Linked DNA regions of Mus musculus: region 2 is linked to region 1. A link is a contact called in public HiChIP or PLAC-seq data. All regions are on one chromosome and are shown on one strand. The core of a region is the stretch at or near the end of the contact, and the rest is flanking DNA. Distances in the headings are between cores, read along the strand shown.

The links. HiChIP or PLAC-seq counts read pairs in DNA pulled down with a chosen protein or histone mark.
Region 2: an H3K27ac HiChIP or PLAC-seq map of microglia shows a contact between it and region 1, with 6 times the contacts expected there. The contact joins two enhancer-like sites. A contact is called at or near these places in 1 of 15 datasets of contacts at CTCF or cohesin (the NIH/3T3 cell line), 12 of 484 Hi-C or Micro-C datasets (the C3H10T1/2 cell line, CD8 T cells, ECoMG myeloid progenitors and 9 more), 5 of 115 datasets of contacts at active chromatin or transcription factors (T-cell acute lymphoblastic leukemia, epiblast stem cells, extraembryonic endoderm stem cells and 2 more) and 4 of 9 other capture datasets (adipose tissue, liver, macrophages and 1 more).

Annotation. Positions count from the first base shown.
Region 1 is chr7:64,187,583-64,195,366 of GRCm38.p6, forward strand. All of the region lies in intron 1 of Trpm1 (transient receptor potential cation channel, subfamily M, member 1), which reads left to right. Among named protein-coding and RNA genes, the nearest start is that of Mir211, 14 kb to the right of the region's middle. Within about 2 kb of position 5,104, at least 88 of the 459 cell types and tissues checked have an H3K27ac peak or open chromatin away from gene starts, as enhancers often do. A contact at or near this core is called in microglia, where this site is marked.
Region 2 is chr7:64,313,746-64,321,529 of GRCm38.p6, forward strand. Mtmr10 (myotubularin related protein 10) reads left to right here. Exons shown (of 16, transcript NM_172742.2): 7 at 339-519; 8 at 4,346-4,433; 9 at 4,514-4,602; 10 at 5,670-5,800; 11 at 6,820-6,889; 12 at 7,418-7,488. Among named protein-coding and RNA genes, the nearest start is that of Mtmr10, 30 kb to the left of the region's middle. Within about 2 kb of position 4,011, at least 3 of the 459 cell types and tissues checked have an H3K27ac peak or open chromatin away from gene starts, as enhancers often do. A contact at or near this core is called in microglia, where this site is marked.

The DNA of each region.
Region 1 (7,784 bases), core at 3,854-6,353:
CATGTCAACACCTAAAAGCTTATTTATGAGATACTTCATGTCAGGATTCTCGGGTTTTTGAAATCTTGCAGACTCTGGGGCACACCTGACCATGGTGAATGGCTGTGTGGTGGTTTACCCTGTCCTCAGTATATCTCAGCTGAGACCATACGCAAGGGCTCAGCCATGTTTCTGCCATGCTAGACAAATCAGTTCTAGTTCTTTCCATTTCAGCAGGGATGTCCCAGTCAGGGCGGGGCAATCTCAAAATCTCTTATTCTCAGCACCCGGAGCAGTTATGAGTCTATATTGCTGCCCCAGCAGAAAGTGGCTTCTCTGGTCAAGATGGAAGGCAGCATTGATCTACGAGTACAAACATAAATATAAGGCAGTTTAACGTGTTCATTTAGCAAAACAACAGCAGTAGGTTCCCCTTGGGCCCTCTGACTACCTGAGTCATTGGCTTTTGAGCGGTTGTGCAGTACCAGGCATGAGTTCCCTCCCCTGAAAGAGGCCTCAGTTCTGATCAGAAAGCAGTTGGCTCTGCCCAGAGTCTCATGCTACTGTTGCACCAGTGGGCATGTCTTGCCTGGCAGGTTGACATTGTAGTCTAATCCAGCACTGGATAAGGCCAGTTTTTTCTCTCCCACTGGCATGCCCAGCACCTTCCAGTGCGGTGAAAACTAGCTGGCAGGGATGGTTTCAGGCCAGTTTCAAACTTCATACCTTATGTCCTGCAACCAAAAGCTATGCTACCTTCCTTTGCTCCTTCTCAGCTAGCTTGTCTTTTTGCTGTTGAGTGGCAAGACACCCTCACATGATCTAGGTACTAGACCCTCACCACATAGATTATTTGAGAATATTTCCTCCTGCTCTTCAGGATGCACCTTTAATGCGCCTTTATGCACATTTCTAACTTAATGAAATCGTTTGTCTACTTTCTGTTGTTGTTCATGCTTTGGTACCATTTAGACGTGCACTGCCAAGTCAAGATTTAGTCCCACGTTCCTCTTCCTTCTAAAAGATTTATGGTTCTAGCTCTTACTTCTAGGTCTGATCCCATTTGAGTTGGTTTTTGTGAGGGGCATGAGGTAAGGGTCTAAATTTATTCTCTGGTGTGTGAAAATACAACATTTTCAGCACTATCAGCACTGAGAGAGCTTGACACCCTCATTACACATCAGTTTCCCATAGATACATAGGGTTGTTTCTGAACACATTTATCATTGCAATTTTAAAAATCCTGTCTTGAGCATCAGCCAAGGGAACATTATGATGGAGTAATTAATAACCAAAACATCGTTTTGGTTATTTGTATTGTTTATGGTTTTGTGATGGATTCTAGGCATCTGGAATTAGACTATTGGTGGTGTTTCTTGGGGTGGATATTTGGTCTTGCTTTGTTGAGTAGAGGCTTGGAACTTTGCTGTTACCCAAGCTTGTCAGATGGTGGGCCAGATAAATGGCACTTGAGGTTCAGTCTTCGAGCCAATCTGTATTGATGTGAAAAAGGTGTCAAAAGTGGTCTTAACTCAGTATAGGCACATCTTCTGAACCCAGGAGCAACCCTCAGTAGGCTTAGAAGGTTTGTGTGTGTGTGTGTGTGTGTGTGTGTGTGTGTGTGTGTGCGCGCGCGCGTGCGTGTGTGTATGTTTTGAGACAGAGTTTCTCTCTGTAGCCCTAGCTGTCCTAGAACTTGCTCTGTAGACCAGGCTGACCCCTAACTCACAGAGAGTCACCTGCCTCTGCCTCCTAATGCCAGGAGTGCATCACTACCCAGCATGCTTAGAAGGCTCTTGCTGTCAATCTTCAGGAATGTGTGGAAGGCTCATTAGTGGTCTTTAGGTGGCAGAGGCTGGAGTCACAGTGAATGGTGCTTTGTGGAAGTGTGGATCAGGATGCTGTACCATCTTCTGGTGGAGATAGGTAGGGTAGAGGCCAAGCTGGTGGTTCTTATCTGGATTCAGGGACACAGGACACCACGAGGCACCAGGCATCTTGATATGTGGCATGACTGGGTCTGAAGATCTCTAACTAAGGATATAGTTGTCAGGAATTCACATGGTTCTGAGGTGGCACCATGGGTGGGTGGGGTGACTGGAAGGCAAGCAAGGGGGAGTGAGTCCAGGGGTCCCTGCTTCTCTTTCTGAATTTGAAATCCTCTTTTCTTGGTCTATGCCAGGTGTGAATTTTGGCTGAAACTGTGAAACATGAGTTCTCCAATCTTGTTCTTTTTGCTTTCCAAAGATTCACAGTCTATTTATCCATTGAAACCTCCTTTGAACTTGGGCATCAGCCCTGATTTTGTTTCTACAAAATAGGTCCATAGAATCTCCACAGGGTTGCCTCGAATCTGAGCATTGCCTTGGGTTGTTTTGCTATCTAAGTTTCCATGTTGGCCAAATAGAATGATACAGGTCTGCCATTGCAGTTCCCAGAAGCGAAAGCAGATAAATCACAAGTTCAAAACCATCAAGGCTATGTAGCAGGTATGGGACCAGTCTGGCAGCCATGAATCCTTGTCTCAAAACAAACACTAAAAAGGTGCCTCATTCGATCTCCCAGTGAGCAAAGAAAGATTTCTTCCCTTGCCTTTATCATTTTAGCTTGCTTTCTATTGCTGTAGTAAACGCCAATTACCAAAAGCCATTTGGGGAGGAAAGGGTTTATTTGGCCTACACATTGCTGATGGAAGAAGCCAAGGCAGGGGCTCTAGTAGAGCAGGAACCTGGAGGCAGAAATTGAAGCAGAAGCCATGAAGGAATGATGCTTACTGGCTTGCTCCCCATGGCTGTCTCAGCTTGCTTTGTTATAGAACTTAGGACCACCTGCCCAGGGGTGGGGCTACTCACACTAAGCAGAGCTCTCCCATATTAATCATCAATAAGGACATGATCTACGGGCCAACTTTATGGAGGTGTTTCCTCAACTGAGATTTTCTTTTCCCAGATATATCTAGTGTGTGTCAAGTTGACAAAAGCTAGCCAGCATAATATACTCCTTGTCAAGTTGACATACAACGTTTCACTGTTACTATAAGCCTTCCTTTCTTGTTCATCCCTAAGATCTCATATTAATAATGTTATAATATAAAACATTCCAACTTTTAAAAGTCCCACACTCTATAGAAATTCAAACACTTTAAACGTTCAGTTTCTACCCTGTACCCCCAAAACCCAATACAAACAAAAGTTCAGTCTCTTTAAAACATCCAATGTCTCTTTCAAAGTTCAAAGCCTCTCTAAAACTACAGTCTCTCTAGAAGTCCAAAGTCTCTTAACTGTGGGATCCCATAAAATAAAATAAAAAGTTACATAATTTTATACTCCAAGAGGGAAGAGTCAGGGCATGGTCATAATAAAACCAAAACCAACGTCCAATAGTGTAAAACGTTCAGCACCTGGCATCTGGAATGTACTCATGTTCCTGTGGGCTCCAAAGACCTCAACAGTGGCACTTCTCCAGCTCTGCCCTCTGCCACACACACAGCTTGTCTTGTGGACTCAGGCGGGCATCCCTCCATGGCTGCTGCTGTCCTTGGTGGTCATCTATGGTATCGGAGTCTTCAAAATGTTGGGCTCTGTACTGTAATTGGACGGTACCTTTCCCAATAGCCTCTCCTGGCCTCTCCTCAGAGACTCTAACCTTGTTACATGGGGCCAGGCCTCAGTCTCTTCCCATGACCCCTTCGGTATTGAAGCTTCAACTGCAACTGAGTCTGCACCTTCTCCAATGGTTCCTTATGGCCTGTGTGTGTGAATGTATATGTGTGTATGTGTATGTGTGTGTGTGCCTCTGTATATGTGTACATGTGTGTGCATATGAGTGTGTGTGCCTGTGTGTGTGTGTGTGTACACCACAGTGCAGATGTGGAGGCAGAGGACAGTCTGTAAAACACAGTTCTCTCTTTCTCCAGTGTGGATTCTGGGAACAGATTCCCAGGCTTGGTGGCAAGCACCTTACCTGCTGACTTACCTTACCGCATGACTCTTTTATAGGAGCCGTGAAGACGTTCTGGATGTAGACAGTGCCAATGGTCATATAGTCCCTGAAGTGGACCAAAAGCAATGAACTACAAGCTTTAAGGCAAATTTTAGGGCTTGTGGCTTATATCTCAATATATTCACATTTTGACAATTTCACATATACATACAATGTGTTTCGATCATATTCTCTTATTACTTTCTTTTATTCCCTCCTTCTCTTACTAACTCCCCTCTTTCCCCCAGCTAGTCCCCCTTCCAGTCTCTCTGTGTGTAGCACACTGAGTTCAATTGGGATCGATTGTCTAGGTGTGGGTGGGAGGAGAGTCACCATAGACCGACAACGTATCAGTCCACACTACTGAGGAAGACAGCTAACTTAAAGATCACTCTTTTCTCGGGGACTCCCAATTGGAGAATGGTTTCTTAATGTGTCCGGGCAATGTCCCCTGGCGCAGACAGCGTGAGTCCTGTCACTGGCTGGATGAGCTGGGACAACTTTTGACATTTCACATAGGCTAGCCCTGTGCTTTTGAGGGATACTGAGGGCCAAGCACCAGAAATAAAGTCTTCATGTGAGAGTCTAGGTAAACCCCCGAGGCACCATGACTCTCTGAGTCTGACACCAGCCTCAAGCCCACAGACAAGGGGCAGCTTCTCCTTCATTTTCTGGGGGCAGTTTGGAAGTGTTCAGAGCTGCTTCACCACAGAGACAGAGAAGCTGTGCCTAAACTTGAGACACAAGAGCCAGAAAGGCCGGTTGGCTCTAGGCCAGGGCCTCCCCTGAAGCAGAGGGTGGAGCAGGAAGGAATGACTGTGGGTTTTAATCCCCTGTGCACAGAAAGCTCTCTGGCTGGGGAGCCTGTCTGACTTTCTGCAGTGGACAGTTTCCCTGGCCAGTTGGTGCTGCCCCAGGTGCTCCCCTTGCGGCCGGGGGTGGGGTGTTCCACAGTGGAATCCCACAGTCACGTGCAGTGTGCAGGGCCATCAGTCAGTCACTTCACTTCCTGTAGGCTATAAGGAGAAACCAGAGTCTAGACCTCTTAAGTGCGACTGGCAGCTAGTTGTACTTTGTATGCCTGAGTCCAGCTAAGCCCCTGTGAGGGATGAGCAGCCGTGGGTGAGAGTCAGAGTCGTCTGCTCTAAATATACACACGAAACGAGTAGTTTGTCCTGGCTAAACTGGTCCAGTCATTTCACTGTGGACTTTGCTGTTAATTTTGGCCCAAGAAATGGCCATTGCGTAAACAGTCTCACGTAGCAGAAAGCCAATGTTTATGCCTGGAAGCCACTTTTCCCATTTCTGCCAGAGTAGAGTCACACCCTGCCTTTACAGCCCACCCAACTCACCCTCGTCCCTGCCCTAGCCGTCTCGAGAGTGTGCCTGCTCTCTCCCACCCTCCCTGTTGGGCCCTGTCCTTCATGTAGAGACGTGAAGGTCAAGTTGTTAATGTGCCTTGTAGCCTCTCATCCCCTAGGACCCCGACTTCTCTCAGCTCTTGTCATGGGCAAACTTCTCCAGCCTCTGACACTGTCTCAACCTCCTCACTCCGCCCTTTTACTGTAAAGCTCCGTTAAAAGCCTAGAGAATGCACTTTTATCTTACACAGGACACCTCGGCCACACTCACAGGTCATTCTACCAGAAAATAAACACCAGGCCCCATTGCTCATCAGGCTGCTCTCCCTTACACCCTTCCCACTGCTTGTCCAGGACCCACATGCTGGTACTCTCGAGGGGAGAAGCCAGTATTCTGAGGGAAGTAAGGGTAAGAAAAAAAGACTGTACTTGACCAGGACCACAAACAATGGCAGCCACTCAGAAAACCCCACCTTCTCAGAGACTGAAGGACAAAAGTCAAGCTGACACCCCATGGGGGTCACAGATGCCCTGCATGGGCTGAGAAGGAAAGAGAATCACACTTGAGATGGCTCCATCTCAGTGCTGCCTGGGTGGACCGAACAGGACCTAACTGCCAGAGGCACATTTCTCCTGGCCAACCTCCTCCAACTCCTGCCTTCTCATTATAATTATTTATTTATGCTCCTTCCGGTGCTCCCTTCTAGTCCCCTCCTCCGCAAGGCCCTCCTCACCCCCTTCTCCTCTGAGAGAGTTCCCCCTCTGTATCCCCACCCCCAACCCCCACCTGCAAATCAAGTCTTTACCAGATTAGGTCCCTCCTCTCCCACTGAGGCTACACAAGGCAGCCCTGCTGGGGAGCGGATACCACAGTCAGGCTACAGCTTTAGGGACAGGCCTCCACTCCAGTTGCTGGGGGCCCCACATGGAGACTGAGCTGCACATCTGCTACATATGTGCCGAGGGCCTCATTCCAGCCCATGTGTGTGTGTGTCTGTGTGTGTGTGTGTGTGTGTGTGTGTGTGTGTGTGTGTGTTCGTTCTGTGGTTGATGGTTCATTCTCTGAGAGCTCCCAGAAATCCCGGTTAGTTGACTCTGTTGGTCCTCTTGTGGGGTTCCCATACCCTTCCACTGGCTTCTTTATCCACCATATGGGACTATAGAGGACGGCCAGTGTGAGCAGGTCAGAGCCGGGCATCTGCCGTCTTTCCCATGCTCCCCACGAAGTGCCTTGAGAAGGCTCTCTCACCGAGCTGGAAGCTCACAGTTTCAGTCAGGCTGGCCAGCCAGGGAATGCTCGGGAGTTACCTGTCTTCACACACCTCCCTGCACTACTGGACTTACAAACCTATCTCTTTACACGTGTGCTAGACTCGAACTCAGGTTACCCAGAGAGCCATCTCCCCAACACGCCCTGCTCCTTGTCTTTCTTACTGTGACATGTCTGAAAGCGACAGAAAGGGTAGAGTCTAGGCACCATGTTGATTTTGTTGTTATAGTTGTTTATTTTTATTATTTTATACATATGGGTGTTTTGCCTGGGATCTGTGCATCCAGAAGAGAGTGAAGGGTCTCCTGGAATTAGAGCTACAGATGACTGTGAGCTACCTTGTGGGTGCCGGGAATTAAATCCCACGGCCCTCCAGAATAAAAGCTGGCACTCTTAACCACAGAGCCACCTCTCCAGCCCTTTGCTTTGTTTTGTCAGAGAGTGTCTTGCTACATAGTTCAATCTCTCAGCAATTCTCCTGCATCAGCCTCCCGAGTATTGTGTGTCTTAAACTGTGAACGGTGACCCAAGTAGAGAAGGGTGTCGATTTGGAGACCCAGAAACACGGCTGCAACAAAGGCTTCTGAGTTGGGGTGACCAGAAATCAACTCAAAGTCAAACACAGGATTCGAACATGTTTCTGGCGTTGCTCATTGGTGTGGTATGTATCGGTTCCACAGCGCCTGGGCCTTGAGCTCACTGCACAGAGCAGACAGGCATCATCAGGTCAGGATCTCTCGATATGGCCACCTGAGACACCAAGGCTCAGGCTGCAGTCTCTGATGAATCCTGGTGCTTCTGTTAACTGCTGTGCACTTAAAAAAACATGGTGACTTCATTATGGAGAGCAAAGATATTTAATATTTTCTAGCCACCTCTCCGCATGTAAGCACCAAATTAGTATAGCTTTAGATGTGTCAGCACGTCTGACTTTAAAAATTGCTGTCTGATTTGTTGACACGAGTTTCATTTTAAAAAGCGATTGAATGAGTTTCGCCTTAGGATTGAGAAAACATTTCCAACAACTTCTGAAATGGCCCTAAACACATTCTGCACTGTGTGGTTTTGGGAGGCAGCATATTCAACACTGACAATTATAAAATTAAAACACCTGTCAGTTCTGGAAGCTGTGGTAGATGATCTGAATCATGCAGTAACAAATATTCGGCAAAGACAGAATTCATTATAAGAAA
Region 2 (7,784 bases), core at 2,761-5,260, 130 kb after region 1:
AGCAGGCTTCTGTTCATTGAAGGAAGTACCTAGTAGAAGAATGAGCTGTGTGTGGCACGGCAGCATTAGCAGCAAGTGGGATGGGGGAAAGGCTTCAAAACCAAGTTGAAGACTTGCTCAAGACCTGCTCACCTGCAAGCACGCAGGAGATAAAGCCAGTAGAAGATGAGGACAGTAAAAGGTGTCTATACAGTAGGAAAGTGCTGGGTGAAGACCCGGGTGAATTTTAGACGCAGAAGGCCACACATAGGACATGTATGTGATAGAAGACAGAGCAAGCAAATTCTGGGTGAGAAGGGAGTAGTTCAACAAAATTAATAATATTGCCTTTCCTATAGCCAACAAGGTTAATGGAGTATCCTCAGGAGGTGGAGGAGTATGGAGTGGAGCTGGCAGTACCGGCAGCCAGAGGACGCCACTGTTCGAAACTTACTCAGATTGGGACAGAGAGACCAAGAGGACAGGCGCTTCTGGGTGGAGAGTTTGTTCTATCAACGAGGGTTACATGATATCTACTTGGTAAGTCTTATTTTAACTTATGCATAACACAGACACACACACACACACACACACACACACACACACACACACACACACACCTGGAAAAGACCTCTGTGAAGAATAGTCTAACTCTATGTCCATTGATAAATTTGCCAGTTTTGGTTAATACCTGCTTTAAATGGGGTTTAAAATAAAAAAAAAAAAATTAAAGTTAAGGCTTTTGTAATATAAGTACACCATCCATAGCATTTAAAAGCTGTTGACAGCAATTCTTTATTAATGTCAGTAATCTAGTATTTGTTTGCAGTTTTTTTTTACAACTGTCTTTTAAAGTTGTCTTTTAAACTGTCTTTTAAAGAAAGTTTTACTCTAAATTTGAGTGATGTGTACCATAGGTTTTTTTATTTTTATTTATTTATTTTAATGGTTTTAGAGCTTTATTGTAGAAAGGCAGAGAGAAAGAGAAAAGGTAGAAGGAAAGAGGCTGTCCGTGGCCACGTGGAGAGAAGGGGAGAAAGAGAGCTAGAGATAAGAGTGAGAGGTAAGAGCTTAAGAGCCCCATAGGCTTTTTAACATACAATGTTCTTGTCTTACCTCTATTATACCTACGCCTTTACAGATAAAACCAGGTTGTTGTTCTATGGAGTTTCCCACATTCTGCCATTACTGGTTTTACTTCTGTGGTGTTCTTTAACATGTTCTTCTGCATCCTGAGGAGGAATTGGATCAAGCCTTAGTGTTTTTGCAAGAATTCTTCAGGTGGTGCTCTGTCCCCTGGGCATCCCATCCAGTCTCTGGCTTGCTTGCTGTATCTCCTCCTCTCTGTCCCTCTCTGCCTCCCCTTGGTCACTGTGTCTCTGTGTACTTAAGTGATGACTGACCGACAGGCCCCAAGGGTTATGTCTGTTTAATCTGTCTAGTGTAAAAGTTCCATTTTTTTATATCATGGTTTCAGTGTTCCAAGTAGTTTTCACACAGTGGAGGATGGCTGTATGGGTCTGCTATCTATGGTTACTTCTAGTTATATCCTAAGTCTGCCATCTGTCTACTTTCTATCAGACTTTATCCTTCAGCTCTAAGTATCATGAACTATAGTTCAAATAAAAAAACAAGATAACCCAGGCATGTTGGTGCACGTCTTTAATCCCAGCACTCAGGAGGCAGAGGCAGGTGGATTTCTGAGTTCCAGGCCAGCCTGGTCTGCAAAGTGAGTTCTAGGACAGCCAGGGCTATACAGAGAAACCCTGTCTCGAAACAAACAAACAAACAGACAAACAAGAAACAACCAAAAACCAAGATAAATCTTTCTTTTACCCAACAGTTTAGAATAGTGAGCTGGTGGCCTAGAATTTGATGGTACACGCCTTTAATCCCAGCACTTGGGAGGCAGAGGCAGGCAGATTTCTGAGTTCGAGGCCAGCCTGGTCTACAAGGTGAGTTCCAGGACAGCCAGGGCTACACAGAGAAACCCTGTCTTGAAAAACCAAAAAAAAAAAAAAAAAAACAAAAAACTGACTAGGGCTTTTCGTTTCTTTGGTTAACGTAATTTAGTACTGGAGAAATTTTGAGAATGCTTTGAGACCATTGAAGTCTTCATTGGCTTGTACTCAGCTTTCTTGGGGGCAAAATCATGCTGCCATTTACTGATCAGTGCTGTCGAGGGACCTCCTCGGTGTACATGTCTAGGTAGGTGCTTCGGATCGTGCCTTCTTTCCTTTGGATTTCACTGTTCGTCTTTCCAGCATGTGCAGCTGTCTGTCCTGTGAAGCACATGGCACAGCCTGGTTGGGCCTGCCTCTGTCTGCCTGCTGGGCTGTGTGGAGGAAAGAAAAGGACATGTTTCAAAGGGCAGGGAACTTTTCCACCAGTAACTGTGGTCTGGAGAGTGTCTGGGCGAAGAGGGTAGAAGAGGAAGACAGTGAGGGCCGTGAGCATCTTTGTAGAGTCATGGGCTGTCTTGTGCACTATTTTATTGCTGTGAAGAGCCACCATGACTCAGGCAACTCTTACTATAAGAGAAAGCATTTGATTGGGGCTGGCTTACAGTTTCAGAGGTTTAGTCTGTTATCATCATAGTGCTGAGTATGGCAGCATGCAGGCAGCCACCGGACAATAGCTCAGAGCTACATCCTGATCTGTAGGCAGAGAGAGCAACACTGGTCTTACTGTGGGCTTTTGAAACCTCAAAGCCCACCCCCCAAGTGACACACTTTCTCCAACAAAGCCATACCTCCTCATTCCTTTTCAAATAGTGTCACTCCCTGATGGCTAAACATTCACATATGGGCTTATGGAGGTATTCTTGTTCAAACCACTACAAAGGGCTTTGGTTTAGTTTGCCTGCTATCTTTTTTTCACCCCACAGCCTATCAAGATGTATATATACACAGAAAGATGCTTCCTAGACAGTGTATATGTATTTGATAGTCATTCTAGGAAATACGTTAAATTGTTCTGAATTTTTCTCATGGACAGAATTTAATTTTATGAGGACTGTGCACATCACACACATACACCCAGATGGTCTGGATTATCAGTGCCTCCTGAGATGGATGCAGTGCCATCCAACCAAGTGGAGATAAATGTGATTCATTCTGGATGAGGGCCACAGAACACATCACTGTGTCACAATTACGGGACTTTTCTTCCTTTTAAAGAAGTCGGTTGTGGTGGAGTGTATGTGTGCATGTGGAGGCCAACCGCTTCCAGTATCATTCCTCGGACTTTGTGCACCATTTTATTTTGAGATGGAGTGTCTTGGTTGGTTAGGCGAGGCTGGCCGGCCAGTGAGCTCCAGGAATCCACCTGCCTATGCCTCCCCAGTCTGGGATCCTAAGCAGGTGCCACCCATGCCAGCTTCGTCCATGGCTTTGGGGACGTCAGGGTCTGGAGCTTCAGTGGTCGAAGCTTTACTGCCTCACTTGTCTCCCAGCTCCTGCGACTAAGATTTTAGTTTAAAACAATGGGTTTCATAGTGCCGTTTTCTTACGTATGTGCCGTTGTATTTTGTTCTAAATCATCCCCAACCCCCACATTCCTCTCCAGTTCCTCTGTCCCCCTCTTGGTGGTTTCTTCCCCCTAAGTAATGCCCTCTTGCTTTCATGTCATGTGCATTTCATTACCTTTCCCTCTTCCCCACTTCCTTAACACATTTCATGTTTCATTTCCCCCATGGTCCCCTTCCTAGTTTCATGACCTTCACATACACTCCTCATAAATCTAGGTTTGACATTGAAAAAAATGTAGTATTTGTCTTTTTATGTTTGGCTTGTAACGCTTAACAAAATGATTTTCAGTTCAATCCATTTTTCTGCAAACGTCATGATTTCATTCTCCTTTGCTACTGAATAAAATTCCCCTGTGTATATGAATCATATTTTTATTGTCTAGTCATCGGTGATGGGCAGTATCTTAGTTAGGGTTACTGCGCTGTGATTAAACACCACGACTATAAGCAACTTGGGAAGTAAGGCTTTATTTTGCTAGTACTTCCACATATCTGTTCATCATTGAAGGAAGTCAGGACAGGAACTCAAACAGCACAGAGACCAGAAGACAGAAATGGAGGCTGAGGCCATTGATGAATGTGGTTTGCTGGCTTGCTCCTCATGGTTGGCTCAACCTTTCTCATAGCACCCAGAACTACCATTCTAGGACTGGTACTAACCACAGTGGGCTGAGTCCTCCTACATCAATCATCAATCAAGAAAATGCCTCAACAGTGTGCCTGCGCGCCAATCTGGTGGAGCATTTTCTTAGTTAAGGTTCACTCTATTATGACTAGAGTTAGAGTGGACGTAGGTGAGCACAAGACTCATGCATGACCTGTTTCTCTCCCTTCTAGCCTTCCAGAATACTTTGTTGTGCCAAGTTCACTAGCAGACCAAGACCTGAAGATCTTTTCCCATTCCTTTGTTGGAAGAAGAATGCCAGTAAGTGACTTCTGTTGGGTGTCATTGATGCTGAGGTCCAGCTCCTCTCCAGTTAAGTGAGGATTCTGCTTGTCTCCTAGTTCTGGTGCTGGAGCCACTCTAACGGCAGTGCTCTTGTGCGGATGGCCCTCATCAAAGACGCGCTGCAACAGAGGAAGATTGACCAGAGGTAACTGAGAGCAGGGTTTGTCTGAAAGGAGGCAGTAAGCCTCTTCCTAAGTGGGAATAGTTGGTATCACCGCATATTATATACAACAATTACCATTTTGAAAAGAATAAATATAGTAAAATGATCTTTGATAAAGCATTTGTCTTTGACATTGAAAGTACAGTGATTTCCATATTTTCAGGATAAATTAAACTTCTTTCAATTTTCTGCATCTTGTTTAGGTCAATGAAGTCAGAGTAGCTTAGAAAATGGTTTTAATGGGTCTGCGCATACAAGTTCAGCAATGTCTATAAAGTCAGCAGTAACCTCCCTGTTACTAGGAGGAAGCTTCTCTTGCTTGCTCTCATAGCTGTTTACAGTTGACCAGCTCTCAGTGCCCAGGATCCTCAGCTACTGCCTTGTTCCTTGCTGGGGCTGCATCCTCCACGGCTGGCTCTCATGACTTCTCCTTTTGATCTGTGTTCCTTTCTGCAGAAGGACACCAACGACTGGCTTTAGTAACCAGCACATTGACATCATCTCTAGTTAGCTTGATGTCTGCCATGTGGACACCTTCAAGGCCCTTTAAACTTTATGTCTAAAACTGAACTCAGGGATCTGCCCAGCATGTCTTCCGGCCAGATGCCTCTGTCTTCGTCCCGTTTGTCCACTTAGTTTTCCAGGAACGTTATAAACCCACGGACTGCCCCCCCAGCTTCGCCCCCGTGTGTTACTGGTGCTGTGTTTCTCTTTCTATGTTCCATTTCCTGGGCTCCAGCCACCTGAAATTACCTGGTCTTTTCACTCTCCCAACAGGGCTCTTCCCTCCTGCGTCACCTTCTTCATGCTCCTCCATGAACACGCTTCACCCCACCGCCTTGGCCTCTCTACCTCTTAGTTCTGAGGCACCTCACATTCCATATGCTTTATGTGTGATGGCCGTTTAATTACTGCCTGTCATCCTTACTAGGCCCCATAGGCTGACACCATTGTATGATTATCCCAGGAAGCATAAAATACTTTTGAATGTAAATGTCTACTGTTGAAGAAATGGATGAAGAGATACTAAAGGATTTTGTCTTTACTAGGATCTGCAATGCCATAACTAAAAGTCATCCACAGAGAAGTGATGTTTACAAGTCAGATTTGGATAAGGCTTTGCCCAACATCCAAGAAATACAAGCGGCATTTGTAAAACTTAAGCAACTGTGTGTAAATGGTAATGACATTTTTATTTTGTGCCTGTATCTATTTCTTTCTATCTATCTATCTATCTATCTATCTATCTATCTATCTATCTATCTATCTATCTATTATTTATCAATGAATGGTAATAAAAAATTATGTTGGAACAATCAGGAAAAGTGATGTTCCTTAAAAATATAGAAGATACATCTAAGGAGAGACTCAATCCCTAGAAAATGAAGTCTAAATTTCTCTTGGTTTTGGAGAGAAAAAAAAACAAACCTGTTAAATTCCCCCCAAATCCTGAAAGATATAGATACCTTAAAGAAGCGTTTGCTCAGCAGACAGATATAACTGAGATCCCAGTGCACACGCTTAATTTCAGGATGAGTGGCTCAGCTGAGTGTGTATTGTATGTGTGCCCTTAGAGTTCTGCCTCATAGACTCGGGGTTGCACTTTGCTCTGAGAAGATGTCTCATGGAAGCATCTTTGGAGTAGAAGGCCTGTGGAGCACTGGCTTTGTGGCAGGTCTTGGATGATGAGTAAGCCTTGTTATGGTAGGAGATCTTAGCAGTGTGTGGCCTTGAGTGGTTATGTGCACCCTGGGCAGGGCAGTGCTTGATCCAGGGCTACATGCACACAGAGATGACACTGGCAGCTGGGAAGGCGAAGAGACATCGGGAAGATGGGACCTGGGGCGGCAGGATTTCCTTGAAAATGCCAGAGGGTAGAAGACAAGACTTGAGGGAATGCTGTCTTCTGCTTCAATATAGCATGTGACCTTGGTGCAGTGGCCCATGTCTATGACTTCAGCATTTGAGAAGGTGAAGAAAGGGGACCCAGAGTTTTGAGTCCAGTCTAGGCTTCATGGCAAGGCACTGTCTTTAAAAAACCAAAAACAAGAATCATAAGCATGTCTTCCTAAGTGCTGACTGCAGTACAAGTGTGTGCTATTTCCTCAAAGCTAATTGTTTAATGTGTGTGGGACATTGCTTAACTCTGATGTTGACTGTATGAAGCTAAGCTTAACAGCACTGTTCTATGTAATGCAGAGCCTTTTGAAGAAACTGAAGAGAAATGGTTGTCTTCACTGGAAAGTACCCGGTGGTTAGAGTACGTCAGGTTTGTCGACTTTTCTTTTTTACTTTTTATTTTGAAATAATTACAAGCTCACATGAAGTAAAAGATAGTAGAGGTAGCCACGTGCCCTTCACCTAGCATCCCTCAGGGTAACCTTATCTAGCTGGAGGGCAGCATCCAGCCTGACCACCAATGTTGCCATCATCTGTAGATTTCATTAGCGCCCCCTTCAGCCTCTCCCCAGTCTTCCCCTGGATCCCTGCCCTCTGACAACCACTACTTCATCCTTGCCTCTGAAGCCGTGTTTCCTGAACATTATGTAAATCAGCCTGTTTTGTAATACGTGGTTGGTGAATTTCCCTGATACTATTCCCTAAAGAATCATCCTGTTAATACCAGAGAGAGCCATAAAAATCAAAAGTGTGTGCATAGAGGATGGGGAGCTTTGCTTGATTCTAAGCACGGTTAAAATATATTTATGCAGGTGGACAAGACGTCACAGCAGGCAAAGGCGTGCGTATGTGGCACAAGCTTGATATCTAACAGGGTTTTTTCCTTCTTTCTCTTCAGGGCTTTCCTTAAACACTCAGCAGAACTTGTGTACATTCTTGAAAGCCAGCGTCTCTCTGTAGTCCTGCAAGGTAATTAAAATCATTCCTGAGAATACTATAGGAGCCCACTGTGGCTCCTGGCTGTTCACATTAACATAAGTCTTAGCTGTCTCTTCTGCCACAGTGCTGCCGCACCACCCGGCACACTGCAGATTGTGACTGTGTCCTGTCACGCTGGACTCTCCCACTTAGTACGTCTTTCCTCTTTACTGGGAAAATGGGTCCCCATCCCTGACCTGACTGATATTCAATGTTAATTTGGACAAGGCATCCTCTCTAATCTTGCTATTTCTTATTCACATTAAATTGTGAACCTAAGGAAATAA